Linked DNA regions of Mus musculus: region 1 is linked to region 2. The links are chromatin contacts, called in public Hi-C maps. All regions are on one chromosome and are shown on one strand. Each heading gives the region's core, a stretch centred on a gene start, on an enhancer-like site or on the middle of the called end of the contact. The rest is flanking DNA. Distances are from core to core; before and after follow the strand shown. Region 1 overlaps Sfxn4 (sideroflexin 4). Region 2 overlaps Grk5 (G protein-coupled receptor kinase 5).

Evidence for each region. A called contact is a pair of places that touch in the nucleus more often than the background predicts.
Region 1: a contact with region 2 is called in a Hi-C map of the G1E-ER4 cell line, with 6 times the contacts expected there. The contact joins two enhancer-like sites. A contact is called at or near these places in 1 of 39 promoter capture datasets (neural stem cells), 8 of 15 datasets of contacts at CTCF or cohesin (CD8 T cells, the G1E-ER4 cell line, the NIH/3T3 cell line and 4 more), 171 of 484 Hi-C or Micro-C datasets (the 63-12 cell line, the AML12 cell line, B cells and 88 more), 22 of 115 datasets of contacts at active chromatin or transcription factors (the 230-238 cell line, CD4 T cells, CD4 single positive thymocytes and 17 more) and 1 of 9 other capture datasets (embryonic tail).

What each region holds. Positions count from the first base shown.
Region 1 is chr19:60,841,681-60,844,524 of GRCm38.p6, reverse strand. It overlaps Sfxn4 (sideroflexin 4), which reads left to right. Exons shown (of 14, transcript NM_053198.4): 12 at 231-316; 13 at 2,289-2,406. Among named protein-coding and RNA genes, the nearest start is that of Sfxn4, 18 kb to the left of the region's middle. Within about 2 kb of position 1,309, at least 7 of the 459 cell types and tissues checked have an H3K27ac peak or open chromatin away from gene starts, as enhancers often do. A contact at or near this core is called in the G1E-ER4 cell line and erythroblasts, where this site is marked.
Region 2 is chr19:61,083,365-61,086,271 of GRCm38.p6, reverse strand. It overlaps Grk5 (G protein-coupled receptor kinase 5), which reads right to left. Exons shown (of 16, transcript NM_018869.3): 13 at 63-200. It also overlaps a transcript of Zfp950 not described here. Among named protein-coding and RNA genes, the nearest start is that of Zfp950, 56 kb to the left of the region's middle. Within about 2 kb of position 1,566, at least 120 of the 459 cell types and tissues checked have an H3K27ac peak or open chromatin away from gene starts, as enhancers often do. A contact at or near this core is called in the G1E-ER4 cell line and erythroblasts, where this site is marked.

The sequences.
Region 1 (2,844 bases), core at 60-2,559, 240 kb after region 2:
GACCACAGTGGGATCAAGAAGGTGAAATCCCTCCTCAGTTACTCTTATTACCAGCCCAGCCATCTTATAAACACCTGCCCCTGGACAGACCCCCATAAAGTGTCATCTCTACCTCTTTCCTAGTAAGCATTAACTCAGTTTAAAAGGAGTTGCTGTGTGCTAGTCTCTGGTGTGGGCCCTGAACATTGTTTCCCTCCCAGTACTAAGCTGTTCCCTTGGCCTTTCTACAGGCTATTAAAGATACAGCGAAATCCAGAGCAGTGCTGTTTGGGACCTCAGCCTTGGCCCCTGAACTCTTTATCCACATCTTTAAAAGGTAAGAAGGCCCTATATGGTCAAACCCATCTAAAAAAGAAAACCAGAAAAGAAATAAACAAACAAAAACCCTTATAAATTCACCTACTACAAACCTAGAGAGAGGAGTGGGCATGAGGGCCATTTGTAGCCTTCCTATAAGACAGACCAGTAGGACAGAATCTATTAGGAAGAAGAGGAATTTAGAAGAGTTGTTTACCTGAACCTTGAGCCTAAGGCTTCTCCTTGGTTAACTGTCTCTTGACTTGACCATAAGCTATTTCTGGCTGCAGGCAGAACATAGTGGGGTGATCTTTAGGTTCTCCCAATTCTGATAGGAACACTGCTCAGTCTTTATCCTTCCTTGACTTCAATGTACTTTAATAGGTTCAAATTGCTCCCAGTCCAGTAGACTGACATGATACAGGCTAGGGCTGAAGAAATGTAGGTGGAGTGTTTATCTAGTCTGCACAAAGCCTGGGTTTGATCCCGGGTACTTCACAAATGGCATGATATAGTACATAGTATAATCCTTGTACTTGGATGGTGGAGGCAGGATGAGGATCTGGACTACATACTGGATTTAGGCCAGCCTACCTCATAAATAAACAAGATACTCCTGTAGGCAGAGATGATGGGGTTTGTCAGGGCTCCTGTGGTTGCCAATTGATAAACTCAGCTTGCAGTTACAGATATAGATATCTGGCACAGGCAGGAGTAGTTTATAGCACTGAACCTGAAATACCTCTGCTGAATGTTTCCCTTTTCTTCAGCCCTGTGGTGTTAGAAGTCTTCTGCCAAAGTCTTCTATGAAGAGACACAGCTGCTGACAACTCCCAGTCATAGCCTCCCCATCAGAGAGCCCATACAGCAAAACTTAGATGCAGATCTCTCTTCATTCAGATAAGAGACTCCAGAACTTTCTATGAGAACATGATAGTCATTCACTCCCCCATGGCAAGTCTAAAACACCCACCCAGCACCCCATGAGGGTCACATTTTGGGAAATAAGGAAATACCTTGGACAGAGCCAACTGTCCCTTCCCACTGATGAGCCAGCCAGATGGATGCAGAGACTTGCTTAGTTGGGATCTTCCTGGGCTGTTCTGGCCATCCTCAACCCCATATCTCTGTCAGAGCTGCAGAGCTTGTCAAACATGAATGATATACAGGATTTTTGTAGGGTTAAAGTGACATTTGTTTCTAGGGAGTGGTGTGAAGTCTGAAGGACAGAGCCATTAGATGATCTCACAGAACTAGTGTCTCAGAACCATGACAGCAGATAGCATCCACAAAAGAGCATCTTGGGAACTTTCTATCTCATTTTCCTCTTTTTGAACCTCAAAAAACAACAAGCAAAACCCAGAAAATCCAAGGAGTAGATAGGGCAAGTGAGCACATGTTCTGTCAATAGAACACACCTGTCAATAGCACAGACTATTCATGTGGCCTCAGGGATCTGACTCCACAAGCTGGAATCCTACACATATCATTATACTGCTTCTCCCATTCTTTAAATATCACACAGCCAGGCCGTGGTGGCACAGATCTTTAATGCTAGAATTCAGGAGAAAGGGAAGCAGATCTTTGAGTTCAAAGCCAGCCTAGTCTACAGAACAGATTCTCCAGGCAGAATAGCCAGGGATACAGGAGACACCTTGTTTCAAAACAAAACTACAACCAAACAAAAGACTATCACATAATACAATTTGAGTCATATGCTCTAGAATCTGAACTATCACTTCAGGCTCTGGAATTCCAACAAGTTGCTCTATCTAACTGGTCAATGTCCCATTCCCTGAGTAGATAAACCTCACCCAGAGCTTAGTCCATGTGCCTTTTAGAGCCTGCTGGTAGGTGGTTGTGCAGTGATCCAGGCATATGCCTGTAACTGCATGCAGAGCCAAATCAGCCACCACTGAAACAGAGGGCCTGCTTCAGAAAAGAGGACAAAAGCGTTGGACTGCGTGTGAGCTATGCCTTGTCTCTTACAGGACGAGGTTTTACCCACAGACTCTGCTGTCACTCGTGATCCTGAGAATGAGTTCCACATTCTTTATGATGGGACTGATGGTGCCAGTGTCATTCAGCATGTTTCCACAGATTGGACAGGTAAGGACCCCACTGCTTTCCCACAGATGAGAAACTGGGTTTTTATTTCATGTTTGTAGTAAAAGAAGTAATTTTAGTCAGGTGGTAGTGATGCACACCTTTAATCCCATCCCTTAGGAGGCAAAGTCAGGGGAATCTCTGAGTTTGATGCCAGCATGATCTACAGAGCAAGTTCTAGGGCTATACAGAGAAACCCTGTCTTAAAACAAAAACAAACAATAAAAACAAAGAAGTAATTTTATTTTAAAAACTACAAAGTTAGGGCTTTAGTGATGGCCCATGAGGCCAGCCTGGTCTACAGAATGAGTTCCATGATGGCCAAGACTACACAGAGAAACCCTATCTTGACCAACAACAACAATAGTAGATTTACTGCACTTGCTGAGTGAGGTCTTAGATTCCATTCCCAGCAGCCACATGGTAGCTAGCAGCACATCA
Region 2 (2,907 bases), core at 317-2,816:
GATAGAAAACACAGCTTGGAGAGATGACTTTAGAGCTCCTAGGAGCAATAGTGGCTACTCACATCTGGAACGAAGGGAGGGTCCAACATCCCAGCCTCCAGGCGCTTAAAGTTCATGTTCCTGAAGAAAGGGTGCCTCTTGACCTCGGCGGCCCCCTCCTCCTGGCAGCCCAGCCTCTGCTTCGAGTCTTTGGTGAGCAGCTGTGACAAGAGAGTCTCGTGAGGTCATATGACTGGGCCTTTCCATCTGCCCATAGGCCAGAAGGACAAAGGAACATCTGTGACTGTAGCTCTAGCCTCCCCAGTGCCACCCCCTAAAACTCAGTCTGGAGGAGGATGTCTCCCCAGTTAGAAGAACTGAAGCATCAGCAAGGACAGGATCAGATCATATCTTTGTCATGCTTTCAGTTGCCCTGTGTATACTCTCAGGCTGGTGGCTCAGGTTAGAGCCTACCCTCTGGGCTTCTCTTTTCTATTTTATTGTATTTTTTATATTGTTCACTTATTGTGTGTCGATGTATGTGCCACAGCATTTGTATGGAGATCAGAGGACAACTTTGTAGAGTCAGCTTTGTCCCTCTACCTGTCACAGAGGTTCCAGGACTTGAACTCAGATCACCAGGATTGCATTAAAAAATGCTTTACCTGCTGAGCCATCTCTCTGGCCCCAAGTTTCTCTATTCTAGACATAAGTAACTGGGCCATGCTCCATCCATTCCAAGAAACACCAAAGAAGCAAGAATGTGCAGTAGCTGAGCCTGTTAATGCAGCCCCCTAGAGTCTACTGTGCTGGCAGATGGCCGGATCATCAAGGATAAGAAGATGAAAAAAAAAAGGATGAGGTAGGGCTGGGTTGCTTATCAGCTTCTACCAGGAAGGAATGGTATGTAAACGACACTTCTGCTTTCCAAAAGAAGTGATAGAAAATCAGGGTTTTAGGATAAAATATCTTCATCTGAAAAGCTTGGTTATTAAGTTAGTATTTGTCTATTTCTAAAATATACCACACAGGTGGAATAGAACACCCACCTATATGGTGTCAGGGATGGTATCAGGCGTACATTATCAAGAGAGAAGGTGTGGGTGCAGTGGGAGAAGACAGAGTAAGTTCCCTGTATGTGGGGGACCACATATGATCTGGAATGACTGGGAGAGTCAAATGGTGAAGGACTCAAGGGAGTGTGGAGAAGCTACAGCGATGGGGCACAGCAGGAGCCTCAGATTCAGCATTAGATCCAAGGGACAGGAAAGCTGGGTGTGTGGACATCTCTCTCAAGGGGCATGGCTGCCAAGATGGAATGGAGAACAACTTCCCTGCTGATTGTGTAGCTGCCTCTATGGTTTATAGGTCAGGTATTGCAGTAGCCTGAGTCAGCACCTGCTAAAGGGATAAGAGCAGAGTGGCCAGACTGAGATGCTGTGGCTTACAAAGTCCAGACCAGAATCCAAGACCCCAAGAGAAGACAGAGCAAGGCTTGAGGTTTCTGGAGGTACTTTCATGTGTACAATCATTTGGCACTTTTCAGCCAACACATTTCCCTCGGTGGCCACAAGGGGGCAGGAGAGGGACAGCTTTGGTCCTGGTTACAGCAAGAGCTTCAGCTCACAAAACCTGAGGTTGAAATGGAGGTTTGTGGGGAAGTGGAGAGGTGGTGATAGTGGTAGTGGTTAGAAGCAGAGATCATGTTTGCTCCATTCTCTCAGTATGTCCATGTCCCTATTGATGTTTCTTGAGACAGGCTTTTTGGGACTCCTGACCTAAGAATGTGATGCCTCTTATAGTCTTGTTACATCACGCAGACAGCTGACCATGACATAACAAGTACCACTGGCAGCCATCTCTCCACATCCCTAACCCCTGCTGTCTATCTCTCCACTACCTCATCCCGACTGCACCGCTGTGACAGTGCTTCTTTGAGACTGGTTAACAGGTTGTGGGGTTGTGGTCTACATGTTACATACCTTCTTCATCATGTCTTTGACACATGTCAGTAGCAGAGGAACACTTCCTCTTTTAGATATGATCAGAGGGCAGATCCAGCCCCACATCCTTACCACAGCTCTATACACAGAAGTGGCCAAGCAGGGGTGGTTGAAGTAGCCAAGCCCCCAGGGATCCCTGGTCCTCTGAATGTAGAAGCTTAGTTACTTCAAGTTTCTAGTCTTGGTCTTCTCTAAGCTCTACCCTGAGCTACTGGTATGTGTTCCCTTGAACCTTCCCAGGGCTACTTGGGGACTCAGGAATGAGAGGAGAGGCCCCTTTCAGGCCTCTGCTCTCTGCTCTCTTCTTTGCTGCTCAGGGTGTAGTATGGCTCCAGAGGAAGGTACTTTGCCACATTGGCTTACAAGTGTGTGTATCTAGGCACTTGAGGACAGAAAGCATCAGAGGGCATCTTCCTGTGGTGAGTCTTAGGAGACTGAGAGCCAGGCAAGAGCAGGAAGTAGCTGACTCCATACCAAACCCAAGGAAGGGCCTAAGGACCAGCTATGGAACAGTGTCCACCTTGGCTGAGGGAACCTTACAGCCCCTATCACTCCTTCCTCTTTAGCTGTCCAGTATCCACACCTGGCCCCAACACACTCCAGTCACTCTAATCTCTTCACTTGAAGGTCCTGCCCATCCACACATGCTGCCATACAGAACTTGAGCTGGGACCACCGTTCTACACAGTGAATGGAACACTGAGAATATGTTCAACAACTCCAAGGACTTTAACACCTCTCTTGCAGTCCTTGTCCTCAGTCCCCCGTGTCTAGAATCCAGAGTGGAGGGAATAGGAGGCCAAGTTCAAGGGCAGGAACTTGCCTGTGAACCAACTTGGGCTATCATCTTTATGCTTTGCTGACTTTTCTACAAAGCTACACACACTCATGGGTGTTCACGTCAACCCATATTCCTTGATTCACA